2 separate regions of the Zea mays genome follow, and region 1 is linked to region 2. A link is a contact called in public Hi-C data. All regions are on one chromosome and are shown on one strand. The core of a region is the stretch at or near the end of the contact, and the rest is flanking DNA. Distances in the headings are between cores, read along the strand shown.

Region 1 (7,305 bases), core at 79-2,578, 230 kb after region 2:
GAATGTGTTTGGGGTTGAGACTGTTTATATTTTGCGGGTGAGCCCTAGAATTCTTTTAAAAAAATAACGTCTGTGCCTCACAGTAGCTGTAGGAGTAGGGTGTTGCATCTCGCGCTTCAATTCGGTCGACAGCGGCTCCTGTGGTCTCCAGCCTTTACCGCTTTGGCAACTGGTTCTGTTTCAATCAGGTCCATGCCGTATCTTGCTAAAGCTAAAAATAAATGCGTTCACGGGAACGGCGTGTGTCCGTGTTTCTGCTCTGCTGCATGCAGCTCTCGCCTTTATTTTTTCTTTCCATCAAAAGCAACCGATGACCAACGGCCTTACACAGTCTGTCGAGAACTCGAGATTCTCCATCCCCCCAAATGAAAACGAGGTCGTAAATCTCGCTTCACGTCGGTAAGTCTAAAAAATCTTAAATTTAACTGAACTTGTTAAAGATATTGTCAACATTTAGATGTTTAGTTAAATTTACTATAAAAAAAGTATCTTAAGATACGTCCATTCAGTAAAAAAAAACAAAAAGAAAAACTTTAACTATTCGACAAACGAGATTTTTTTTTCCCGGGTTGCCGTCCCACTGCACGGACTAGTTGCCAGGCATCTTCCCTGAAACAAAAAGGAAAACACCAGTTCTAGGCACGTACGTACTACGCTTACGTGTATATAAATATTTATCGGCTGTGGACAGATTATAGAGGGCATCTTGTTGCGACGGGGCGACGAATGTCCGTCTCCAGCCACCCGTCCGTTCGCAAATCACGTACAAAGCTACTTTGTGTTAGCAGAAACAGCATAAAAAACAAAATAGATCAACTAACAAATCTGGAAGCACGACACATAAATTTACTTAAAAACCTTTCAATGAGAAAGGAAAAATTATGAGCACCAGCCAGTTGATGTGAAGTGTTTATGTAACGTCGTTCGTAGACGGCGGCTTACAAGAGAAGTAAAAAGACGACGTGCGATAAATTCTAATTAGGTTCATTAATATATACCTAAGTTTTTGGACGATGGGTATCCACTCTGCTCGCTAATATTGTCTCTATATTCAGAATTTGGATCACAAACTTAATAGTTTGGTTGGTTATGTATACAGTATACTCACGCACCAACGCACGCACGCCGCGAGAAGGATTAGCGAAACGCTGGTGGTTTTTTGTCCACTAGCCGGTGCGTCCCCGCGCGGGAATCATTCGGGCCTGCCTCTCTACTCTGCTCCCAGCTACTAGTCCCTCACTCACTTCTCTCAGACTTGTGTGTCTCGTCCTATATATATATACACACGCTACGCTATAGCTGCTCACACACATAGTATCGTCGTCTCTCTCTCCTTCCCACCAACAACGCACGCGTCGAAGAAGGAAATGATTAGTAGCAGCCATACTTGCTCCGCCTATTAATAGCCAGCGCGCGCGTCTTGTTTTGCTCTCTTCTGTTCTGTTTTGCCCTAGATTAGCGGCGGCGTTTTGGCCTCGCGCGAACGTCTCGTCCTTGCCGTCTCGCGCGCGTGCGTACGTGCCTGCATTGCGATTTGCAATTATTACGATCGCGCGGCGGCGGCGGCGGCGGCATGAAGCTCCTCTCGCCGGCGGCCGCACCGTCGTCCTCGCCGTTGTTCCCTCCTCGCATCGTCGAAGGTACGTGTACACCGTCGTCAGCAGCTGCTACCTCCGCGGCGCCGGCCAGCCGAGGTTCCATGATGCCTATCTATCTATGTATAGTACGTATATGGCGCCGCGCCAGGCCCTTGCCCTTGTCGTCTGCCTGCATGCCTACTACTACAAGCTACTTCCAAATTTCGCATTGTCCTCGGCGCTACACGGCCGGTGGGCAATCAGACAAAGAAACAAACGTGTAAGCAAGATGAAAAATTGTATTTTTGGGTTCGGACAAGCAAGTCGTCGTCGTCGTCTTAGGGTAGCCACACACACAGGCAGATGGGCAATCAGACAAAGAAACAAACATAAGCAAGATGGAGAGAGGCAGGCAGGCAGTCAGGCGCTGCTGCTGCTAGTGCTAGCTCTTGCTTTGTTGTGTGTCCTGATGGTCGAGTTCCTCACCGCTGCTTTTGCTTTTCTGCTTTCACTTGCCTGCAGCTGCAGCTCGTCAATCAGGTCCATGCCGTATCCGCATCCGTATCCGTGGCAAAGCAGCAGCAGCAGGAGGAGGAGGAGGCGCGGGCGCGACGGGGCCCCGCGGCAGCCTCAGGCTCGCCGGGTGGTGGAGAGCGCAGCAGCAGGCCCCGGCCACGGCGACGACAACGCAGCAGCCTGACAACGTCTCCAGTGCTAAAGGTGCTAGCTTGCTCGTTATATTTGATTTGACTAGTCTCATCATCCACCCCCCAGTCACGTACACAGATGCTCTCTCTCTCTCTCTCTCTTGAATTGATGAGCGAACGAAACACTCAGACAGATGCTGTGCCGTGCTGCAGTGCGCCCGTAGCAGCACAGACACTCTGCCGCACGCACCTGCGCTTGTCGCTTCCCCTCTTGCTATATCTCCTGCTGCTTTTGCTAAAGCCGGAAACCAAAAAGAAAGTTGAGCTTTTCGTCACAATTTTGCTTTACTTATTAAGTGCTAGTCCGTTTTGTTTATACGACCTTACTATTAGCTTCTAGCCCGGATTCAAAGTGCTACAGTGCGTTTTCACTAACAACATTTAGGATTATAGCACATCAAATTTGACTAGTGTTACAAAAATATATATTAGCATCATACATATTTAGTTAAAGTTAAAAATATTTAATTTGTATGAAAAACAAGAGTGACACTCTCTATGGGATAGGCCGAGTACGCACCATGCATGATTACTACTATTAGGCTATCTCCAGCAGCGTTACCTATTCTACCTTCTATTTCAAACTTTACTTCGTAAACAGTATAATTTGTAATGCAAAACAATGTTTTATACGGTCATATACACGGTTCGCTAGCCACAGCCTAAGGCCAACTCCAATAGACTGTTCTGTACTGCAGACGACAATGTTTACATAGTAAAGTTTGAAATACTGATTGAAGTACGTAGTTTGCTGGAGATAGCATAAGCCTCCTTGATAAGGCTCTTTCAAAGGCTCCTCCAACAACTCCTTAAAAAATCTATGAAACGGGGGCTATTCCGCTAGCTTCTCGTTGAAAATAGCAAGGAGCTGCTTCCAAGAAACGAGCAAAGTCGGGGGCTCGAAAAGAGGCTTCTAAGGCTCCCTCCCATCCTCCATTCCTCCCCTCTCTCATGGGTTCCATGTTGGCTGAAGGTGCTGCATTTCGTACTAAATAGGGTGCTCATCCCGAAACTTTTTGTGAAAACAAGAACATAGCTATTTTCACACAAGAGCCAAAACCAGAGTTGGAGTTGTTGACACAAAAGTCTAACTAAAGGCGGGCAAACATGCATACCTGGTATTCCGCGGTGTGTTGGTCTTGCATATATTCAATTTTCCTATTAAGTTCACAATGTTTACATTTTATTATTTACTAGGTAGGTGCTCGTGTATGGTTACCGTTTCTATATATCATATAGGTAGACCTTGATTAAATGTGATAGTTATTTAGACACAGCTGATCCATTTAATATTGTTACGACCTGATACGACACTATTTGAAATAGGCCCATGTTGGACTAGCCCGCAAGTGCCGATCCAGCCTGATACGATTATATTAAGATATATATATTTACAATGTATATCCTTGGTATATAAGAAATGTCTTTCCTATAACACAAAAGCAGATGAGTTGTATTGGCCAGCACCTTCCCTCTATAAGGCGCATGGTCGAGGCGCTGCAGAGGAGGCACATAGGGAGGGAGGATGCACAACGATTTTGACACTTAGGGCTAGTTTGACAACTCAATTTTTCTAACACCCCGTTTGGATCATTGGAATTGAATTCCATTCTAATAACAGTAATTTAGGTATATATCAATTAAGCTAATTCGGTTTTATGTAAAATATATTTGTATACTATTATTATTAAGATGTCGGAGATATTTATGTGCTATATTTTTAGTATAGAGGAGTGAGACGAATAGGGTCATGTAATTTACAGAGTACAAACAAATTCTACTAATACATAAAATCATTTTCAATCCTCCACCCCATGAATTCGAGGTAACCTTATATCTGGACTTTAGAAAATGGTGGAATATCAAATTTCGAGCTAAATATGTTACTTTATTGAATGAATTTCAATTCCTTTAAAATGAAGGGATTCAAACGGCCCGCAAGGGAAAATAAACTGGTTTCATTGGAAAATGGAAATTTCTTCAAAGAATGGGATTGCCAAACTAGCCTTTAAAGTAGTAGGAGATCTATTTATTTATTTTGACAAAATATATGAAAAAAAGGTTTTAGCTCCTTCACGATCATCGATCGATGCCTTATCGGTGACGGAAGGTGGATCGCTATCAACCGTACTGCTGCAAACAGTAGTTGACTGCGAAATTAAGATTCTTGATGTGTGATTGATTATGAGGTAACTGTCCACATTGTCCTCTTTGTTTCTTGACCCCAAATCCTTGGCGAACTTTACTCATCAATCACAAAGGTATCTCTGTATGTGTGTGGTCAGAGGGATCCTGTCCTCCTTGTACCCCACTGTTCTTTTTAGCTAATGCAAATTGCCATTGGATCAACTTGGTGATTTTGATGGATACAGAGATCAAATATCCGATCAGGAATATAGTAGATATGGCACTCCAAGGTAGATAGATGATTAGACTGGACCGCAGAGGTATCTTCAGTTTTTTTTTGCCATGTAACTCGCGCGCACAGCAGGGAATCTGATTGTGTGTGTAAGGGAGATTTTAAAGAACTGGCCATCTATCTTCTGTTGGGAGAAATGAAGTCAAAATGGGTAATGCAGTGCTGAATCTGACGCTCTAGTTGACGTTACGCTGCTCTGCTCAGGCCAGCAGGTTCATGGTCCTTTGTTGCATGCTGAACACTTGCTAGAGATGCAATTGGGTGCCGAAAAATAAACCAACAGTAGCTCAATCTGACCAGTCACATAATTTTCTTCAGTTTTCCTCCTTTGAGAAATGTTTTGTTGGAGCTGGGTTTTCCTGCAGTGTTCCAGACCAGCCGTGTGGAAACCGAGTCCGAAATTGCGAAATGGCCAGGGAAACCACAAGACCTTGAGGATGAGCACCAGGTGGTCCGTCTTAGGTTGTTTTCAGTTCACAGATGCTTGTTGCTGAAATTAATAAATCTTCGTCTGTAGGCTGAGGAGGCAGAGCTGCAGCCACTTATCGACCAGGTGAGGGCGATGCTACGGTCGATGAACGACGGGGATACCAGCGCCTCGGCGTACGACACGGCGTGGGTGGCGATGGTGCCGAAGGTGGGCGGCGACGGCGGCGCCCAGCCCCAGTTCCCGGCCACCGTGCGCTGGATCGTGGACCACCAGCTGCCCGACGGCTCCTGGGGCGACTCGGCCCTGTTCTCCGCCTACGACCGCATGATCAACACCCTCGCCTGCGTCGTCGCGCTGACCAAGTGGTCGCTGGAGCCCGCGAGGTGCGAGGCGGGGCTCTCGTTCCTGCACGAGAACATGTGGAGGCTAGCGGAGGAGGAGGCGGAGTCGATGCCCATCGGCTTCGAGATCGCCTTCCCTTCTCTCATCCAGACGGCTAGGGACCTGGGCGTCGTCGACTTCCCGTACGGACACCCGGCGCTGCAGAGCATATACGCCAACAGGGAAGTCAAGCTGAAGCGGATCCCAAGGGACATGATGCACAGGGTCCCGACGTCCATCCTGCACAGCCTTGAAGGGATGCCTGACCTGGACTGGCCGAGGCTTCTGAACCTCCAGTCCTGCGACGGCTCCTTCTTGTTCTCTCCTTCGGCTACCGCTTACGCGCTGATGCAAACCGGTGACAAGAAGTGCTTCGAATACATCGACAGGATTGTCAAAAAATTCAACGGGGGAGGTAAGCCGATCGTCCATGCATGGAGGATTAATTAAGACGATCGATGATGTTTAATCCGTGTCTCGTCTCATCAGACTGTTTGCCATCACCGTTTCAGTCCCCAATGTTTATCCGGTCGATCTTTTCGAGCACATCTGGGTTGTGGATCGGTTGGAGCGACTCGGGATCTCCCGCTACTTCCAACGAGAGATTGAGCAGTGCATGGACTATGTGAACAGGTTTTTGCTTCTGCGATCGATCACTCTTTATGTGAACAGGTTTTTTTATGACAGATTGAGTAGATGAATTTCTTTGACTTGTCTTGTCATTTCGCGTAGGCACTGGACTGAAGATGGGATTTGCTGGGCTAGGAAATCCAATGTGAAGGATGTGGATGACACAGCTATGGCTTTCCGACTACTAAGGCTACATGGATACAATGTCTCTCCAAGTATATATAAACACCATTCCCTTTTTAGCTTAAACATCTCATTAACTTGTTATTATATCTTAATGACATAAGCCAGCCGTGTTCTGTAGGTGTGTTTAAGAACTTTGAGAAAGATGGAGAGTTCTTTTGTTTTGTGGGCCAATCGACTCAAGCCGTCACTGGGATGTATAACCTCAACAGAGCCTCTCAGATAAGTTTTCAAGGAGAGGATGTATTGCATCGTGCTAGGGTTTTCTCGTATGAGTTTCTGAGACAGAGAGAAGAACAAGGCATGATCCGTGATAAATGGATCGTTGCCAAGGATCTACCTGGCGAGGTAATCCAAACCATTCTACCATTTGATGATCTTAGATCCATTGAAACATGCATGAATAGAGGCGAAAATTAGACGGTGTTATTTTTTTGGCTTTCATTGTGTTGATCGATAGGTGCAATATACACTAGACTTCCCTTGGTATGCAAGCTTGCCTCGTGTAGAGGCAAGAACCTATCTAGATCAATATGGTGGTAAAGATGACGTTTGGATTGGAAAGACACTCTACAGGTGCACACTTGTACTCCAAAAAAAAACGTTGATATACTTCGTTGCATACTTATTATTAGTGTTTTTGGCAAGAACCTATCTAGATCAATATGTAAGAGAAATGTTCTACTTACATGTGCGGCGTTTTTGGCAGGATGCCTCTTGTGAATAACGACACATATCTAGAGTTGGCAATAAGGGATTTCAACCATTGCCAAGCTCTGCATCAGCTTGAGTGTAATGGGCTGCAAACGTGAGCACCATCATTTCATTCTCCACTTCATGAATTTTATGCTGGAAGGTTAACTTTGATTTAATTTACAATATTTTCTAAACTATATTTTAGGTGGTACAAGGATAATTGCCTTGACGCTTTTGGAGTAGAACCACAAGATGTTTTAAGATCTTACTTTTTAGCTGCTG
Region 2 (6,826 bases), core at 2,519-5,018:
ATCTGTCAAAAATACATACACGATTTATTAACTATTTCATTCTACAATTTCTCCTCAACTAACAATTAATATTCCATGTTTTGTTTTAACAAAACCTTATCAGATGGCTTTGGGAAAGGAGTTGAAACTCCCTGCCACTCCCAATTGCTTTCAGTCTGAGAAACCTTAATCCCATAGTACATCTGAGGGAGTGTAATAAGGCTGCTGGAAACTGGAAAAGATGGAAAATGCAGATAAACATGGAACGTTGTCTCACAAAGTGACGGAACCATATAATTATTCAGTAATCCTATATGATCATGGGGTTACCTGCAAGAATGTTGTTCTTATCAACTGCAAGAACATTCCATGAATAATCTGAGTCCTGGGGACTCACTCTTGAAAGTTCACAGCTGATAAAAGAATAATTTTAAATTCAAATAACAAGTGACACTATGTATATATCATGAACATATCTTGTGCAATCAATCATGTTGGTGCAATCATGCAATCAAGCGATTTGGTGCAGTGTGCATCCAATCAAAATCCAACGGTGACTGCACCAGAAACTTAATGTCTATTTTACATTTAACCTCTTCCACCTAAAATAGCAGTAATTGTTAGATTTTGATTGGATGCACCGGATCACTTGATTCCACCAGCATGATTGATTGCGCAGGATATGCTCCCGTATATATCAGTCTATCAAAGGACAAAACAAATGTTTCAAATCACCTCACAACATTTACAGAAAGTATTACTTCCCTACTTCCCCAGACAGAAGATATAATCATAGTTTGTCCATCGGTAAGCCATGGATCCCTAAGCAAGCCAAAGCAGTATAGCCCAGGAAAACAGTTATCTTTGGGGCACAGCACAATGGGCACCTACATAATAGCAAGTATTAAAAATATGATATTAGGCAATCTATTTATCCAAGGAAGTGTCCACAATAGAACCAAAGCATTATCTCCACGTTCTTTTACTCTCAAGTGAAAATGTTAAAGGATAAAAGGAATGTTGAATTCAAACACTTTAATTACCCCCAATACAAGTATTCATCTAGCACTGCTTACTCAAAAGGTGATATGATGCATCTGTGTAAATGTATATCATACAGCACTTTGCTAAAAGGCAAAGGGGGTGGGGGTCCATACCACGTCAGCAACTCCAAGGCTCCCATCCAGTTTTCCATCTGTACACCATTCGATTCTATGCAATGAATTTGTAGCATTGTGTGCCCCACTATCTACAGCACTCTTCGCTGAGATGAAGACAAGATACTTCCCATCCGGACTATAAATAAAAGCTTCCATTATTTTGTGTTGCAATGTAGTGTTAATGTGCATGCATCAAAAAATTAAATTAAAAGATACAGTTCCTTTTGGTATGCACAATAAATTTATGTCATGCAAAAAGATTCTGAGATTCACATCTACTGCTTCCAGAGTCTTTGCAAAAGAGGGAAATGATAAGCCTCTTAACTTCCAAATTAAATAAAACAGTTAAGTTTACCTCTAACAGTGTCACTTAAAGTTTTTTTACGACACAGAAAATTCTACCTGACAATATGGACAGTCAATCAGTTTGTGACATAGAGGAACCCATATATCAAGTGAAAGTTTGAAACCAGTAACCATGGCAGATGACAGTCTAGGCACTCCTAATACTAAATGATAATCATAATTTAACAAATGAAAACAAAATAGCGTAGATGTTGCTTCCAATATATCCAGTTGAAATGATTAACCAAAGCTGAACAGTATAACTGAAGAAAAAAAATTGAAGTGTTCCTACCTGAACCGTGGGAAAAAGGCACTGCTCAGGTTTGCTGTTAATTTGATCATAGTTGTAGTTTCACCCTTATTGCCCCTATGCCAATATTCGAAACATGACATCAGAAAATAAAGCATATGCCTTACTATACCTTACAAGACATTTTGTGTACAATATGTCAGCATTTTTCACTTTATGATTTAAATTAATAAAGAAAAAGCATGTATTACCATTATTCATTTTTATTAAAAACTATAAAGGATAGACTTAGTGTCGAAGGCGCCCACATGAGTGTGTCTGGGAAAGGGATAAACCGAGGCAAGCCTTCTCCCCGCAAATGCGGAGAGGATGCTTCGAATCTGCAACCTGCTGACTCAGTGAGACAGCTCCCACCATTTTACTAGGCTTGCCTTCTTTTATTAAAAACTATGTTTCATAATTATCTTGAGGTTATGGGACTGATATTCTTACTCAGTTAATGATTTCTCAGCTTCTTGTCCGAAAGGATCAGGAGCAGCATACAGAGCACATGGTCTGTTGTAGCAGTATTTAATACCAAGCTTCCTTGGTGTCCCTTGGAACCCATTGTCAGATGACCATGCAACAAAAACCAAGCTATATGAAGATGATGGAGCCCAAATCACTTGGCCAACACTTAATGATCTAGGTATTTGCTTGACAGGTCGAACTTCACCACTGCAAGAACACATTATATTCCTCATAAAAACATGATATTTGTAATCTATCCCTTCAAGGTGACTATAAACATACCTGGAGATGTTGATGACGAACAGTGCAGGAATCCTTTTCTTGGAATAGGTTTCTCCCCAGGTCTCCTCCCAATCCCCTTGTCCCTTCCAGCTCTTGCAGTCCTTTTCTGATAAACCTTCCTTCTTGAATCCATAATCATTAAACACTGGCTTTGGTTGAGGAGGCTCCTCGGCAACATAAGCTATGAAAGTCTCTTCCTGGTTCCATGATATCCCTTCAAACCTGCATCAGAGCAGCACTTTAGCACAAGGAAGAGTTGCAATGGTAAAACGCTCTCTTCCTCTTCCAAAAGAAGAAAAGAAAGGATTAGGGAATTTACCATTCATCAGTATAGAGTGATCCATGAACAGATTTTGCAATATGTATCTCATTCTCTAACTGACATGGGCCCCAAATCTCTAGTTTTGTAGGGGAATCATCTTCAGAATTGCGTACTAGAAGAAGTTTTTCTCCAGATGGAGATGGAACTATTGCTGACACTCCACTTATTTCAGTAGGGAAGGGGGACCACTGAAAATCGACAGACTTTGAGGGACTCTTTGAAATGTGAGTATTCAAAAGGAATTGTCTCCTCTTATTGGCCAAAAGATCTGATTTGCCAATCGAAACCACTGCTTTGGACATGTCGTCTGCAGACCCCCGAATAACGACAAGAAAACTAAATTTCATGAAAGAAAAGGAGAGAGAGAGTAGCAACGACAGCGCATACCATCCTTGGAATTGAAGATCCAAGCCTTGCCAATAGTTGGGATTTTAACAAATTCTTGCAGCAACTTTGACTGGGAGGCATACTCATCAATCATGGTAGCGTCCACTGCCAGAGGCAATCCTTTGTCAGCAGCTGCTTCTGAGGCTTGTGTGGTAGACATAGCAATTGAGCGCAATGAAACCTTGCTAGTCCTGTGCAGTCAAAGGGATTAGATCAGCATCACCCACATGACAAACTGAACCTAGTAATCCAGATAAGACAAGCAGACCAATGCAAGATTCTTCCATGACTACTCAAATATTGTATGTTTACATGACAAGGCAGACGAGCATCGTAAACTAACCCAACTCTGAGATGTCATCCGAGAGACGAGAAAACAAGAGGAAGAACAAGAAGAAGTGGAACTTTTTTTTCAAGAGCTGACCTTTGTCGCAGCAGTGGCCCGCCGGGTTGAGCTCGAACCCGAGAAGTAGAGGCTGAGAGGAGTAAATTCGCCGCCGGGCAGCGGAATTTGGCACAGGCGACCAACACTCTGACCAAAACCACCATTACCACTGGTTAGATGGAGGGTTGGATATCGGCTCCGTCTGGCTCGGCTCCGTCTGGCTCGTTGTTCGGCTATTTCGGCTTAACACTCGGCTCGGCTACTGTTTCGAGCTAGGTACCCCTTATCTCTCAACGTCTGCAGTCTCCTTACCTCGAGTTGTTTTTAGCGCCTCCGTGTTCCCGAATTTTTTTGTTTTTTAACCATTTTTTCACCAAAATTTACATTTACACCTTTGAATGACTTATTTCAGTATTTAGACCCTTAACTCGGCGTCATAGGCTATAGCATCGAGCTCTGATGTGGCGTCGGCGGCTAGGGACGTGCCCTCCTAGCTCGGTGCCACAGATCTTGGCGCCGAGCTAGAAAGTCCTATAAATCGGTCGTTCTGTTGGTCGAGAGTTGCGGCCTCCTCTATTCTCAACTTTCTCTCCATTCAAATCTTCTTCAAAAACGACTGATTCGAGTTGGAATACTTTGTATACCAAGGTATGGTGTCTCACTGATTCGTTTTGTATATTGTGATGTATTTTTTTTATTATTAGTTTTGATTGTTGCTCCTAGGAACAATCGCCTTCACAGTTTTGACATATTTCACCCAGTTATCTTCAGAGCTAATGAAGATCAATCGTCAGACAACTGTCCCAGATGCAACATGGGACAATAAACCCTCAATTGATATGCTAGGGTCATTTAAATTGTAACTAATCTCCTCACAAGATCGAGAGAAAATTTGGCCAAAAGAGGGTATTTCATCTAACATCATAGTCACCTTCTTCATACCATAAAAACTAGCATTCTCATGAACATCTTCCTCCACGCTTCATCCATGGTATAGTTATAGATGGCCAATAAGCACGAGGCCCGTGAGTCCGGCACGAAGCCCGCTGTTTGGGCCCGATCCGAGCCCGGCACGGCCCGGTTCTATGCGGACCCGGGCCGGCCCGGCACAAATAAGAAGGTTGGGCCCGGAAAGGATACTAAGCACGGTGGGCTGGCCCGGCACGGCTCGTTTACCTCTAAGCCCGCCAAGTCCACTTTTTTGCACTAAACTGTGCTTAACGACCACTTAGCCCGTTTTTCGGCCCCCGCTTTTTCCGTGCTTACCGGGTCGGGCTGGTCCGTTTAGGCCCGCTGTGGGCCGGGCTCGGACAAGGAAACGAGCCCGCGAGTTTAAATGGCCCGACCCGTATTTCTAACCGTGCCTGGCGGGCCGAGCCCAAAACGGGTCGGGCTTCACCGGGCCCGGGCCGGTGGCCCGTTTGGCCATCTCTAGGTATAGTGTCACTAGGGTGTTCATCTATTGCAAACATGGATTACTAACTCAGTGTTGGGGGCCTGCTTCGTCGCCGAAGGTCCTCTAAGCAGAAACACCTTCGAAAGATCGGCATATAAGTAAATACAACGCGAAGGTACACGCCGAAGCTACGATCCAGGGAGCTTCGGCATAGTGACATGCCTTGAGACAAAGGGCTGCACCGACTTAAAGAGGAAAAGACCGATCAGTCCATGATAATTTATGTCATGATTGTAACTAGTCATCAAGGACATAAATATAATTTTGACCGGGCTGCGTCCCGTGCATATAAATAGGTGAACAGTACCCTTGTACTATTCACGCTGACTTGTATTCACTCGTGCGTCACGCTTGGACTTTTGCCTTCTGTCAAGCCGAAGGTTCAAATGTAATTCAATATTGTTCATGTTCATTCATGGTGATATAATAAAGATATATTAATGATGTCATATGATTATTCATGTTATCTCTCATGTTTCATATGCTTCTTCTTTCATTAATATATATATATACTGCAATGATGAAGGTACGTCCTTCATAACCTTCGTCTAAAGATCATTATATCCTAAGGGAGATAATGCTCTGAAGGACGAAGGACTTTAGCCATTAACATTTTGTGTTGCCTTGTTCTTAACTCATAGCATTTGAGAACAAGTCCCCAACATTAGCGCCCACCTCCGGTGAACTCACTTCCACAATTGAGCTCATGGCTTCGTTCAGCAACCAAGTTGTAGCACCTTCGGCTACGAAGCTGGTGCTCCCAATCACGGGTGGTTCAAGTGCAGAACCAGCCAACAAGAAGCAGAAGAAGGAAGCACAGAGAAGAGTGCAGAATGTTGGAGTGCAAGGACCCTTCATCAAGTCCAAGTGGTCCCACATTTCAATCCCCTTCTCCCAGGAGGACCTTCAGCTCAAAGATTACCCTCACAATGATGCTATGGTCATATCTTATGTCATCAAGGGATTTCTGGTTCATAATGCTCTGGTTGACATAGGCAGTGCAGCGGATATCATATTTGCTAAGGCCTTCAGACAGATGCAAGAGTCAGAGGACAAGATTCATGATGCTACACACCCTCTCTGTGGCTTCGGAGGAAGGCTTATTGTCGCACTTGGTAAAATCACAATGTCAGTTACCTTCGACTACGTCTACAACACAAGGACTGAACAGGTTGTCTTTGACATTATCGACATGGAGTACCCCTATAATGCAATCATTGGTCGAGGGACACTTAATGCCTTCGAAGCAATACTTCATCCAGCATATTTATGCATGAAGATACCTTCGGAACAAGGGCCCATTGCTGTCCATGGGAGTCAAGAAGCTGCTAGAAGGGCTGAAGGGAACTGGACAGATTCAAAGGCAATCCATAGCATAGATGGAGCTAAAGCCTGTCAACAGTATAAATACAAAAGAGAGAAGGCCGCTTCGGTGGATCAGCCGAAGCCTATGCTTCTATGTGAAGATATAGCAGAACAAAGGGCACTGCTGGGGTTTCAGTTATCTGATGAGCAAGAGAAGACTTTGCTAAGATTTTTATTCAACAACAAAGATGTCTTTGCTTGGTCAGTCAATGATCTCTGTGGTGTCAACAGAGATGTTATTGAACATTCACTCAATGTGGATCCATCTTTCAGGCCAAGAAAACAAAGGCTTTGAAAGATGTCTGAAGACAAAGCTGAAGGTGCTCGGAACGAAGTGAAGAGACTTCTTAGTGTCGGTGTCATCAGAGAGGTGAAATGCCCAGAG

What was found. Hi-C and Micro-C count contacts between places; a contact is called where the count stands out from the background.
Region 1: a contact with region 2 is called in a Hi-C map of ear, with 3 times the contacts expected there. The contact joins the promoter of an1 here to the promoter of LOC100285393 in region 2. A contact is called at or near these places in 7 of 25 Hi-C or Micro-C datasets (ear, endosperm, leaf and 1 more).

Annotation. Positions count from the first base shown.
Region 1 is chr1:246,894,184-246,901,488 of Zm-B73-REFERENCE-NAM-5.0, forward strand. an1 (CPP synthase) reads left to right here and starts at 1,329. Exons shown (of 13, transcript NM_001111859.3): 1 at 1,329-1,640; 2 at 2,100-2,297; 3 at 5,069-5,151; 4 at 5,221-5,929; 5 at 6,027-6,147; 6 at 6,247-6,359; 7 at 6,449-6,675; 8 at 6,788-6,903; 9 at 7,037-7,135; 10 at 7,229-7,305. The coding sequence starts at 1,574.
Region 2 is chr1:246,659,564-246,666,389 of Zm-B73-REFERENCE-NAM-5.0, forward strand. It overlaps LOC100285393, which reads right to left and starts at 3,769. Exons shown (of 18, transcript NM_001158286.2): 1 at 3,660-3,769; 2 at 3,236-3,426; 3 at 2,846-3,155; 4 at 2,527-2,748; 5 at 2,227-2,451; 6 at 1,777-1,851; 7 at 1,137-1,275; 8 at 715-866; 9 at 310-392; 10 at 96-211; 11 at 1-2. The coding sequence starts at 3,395.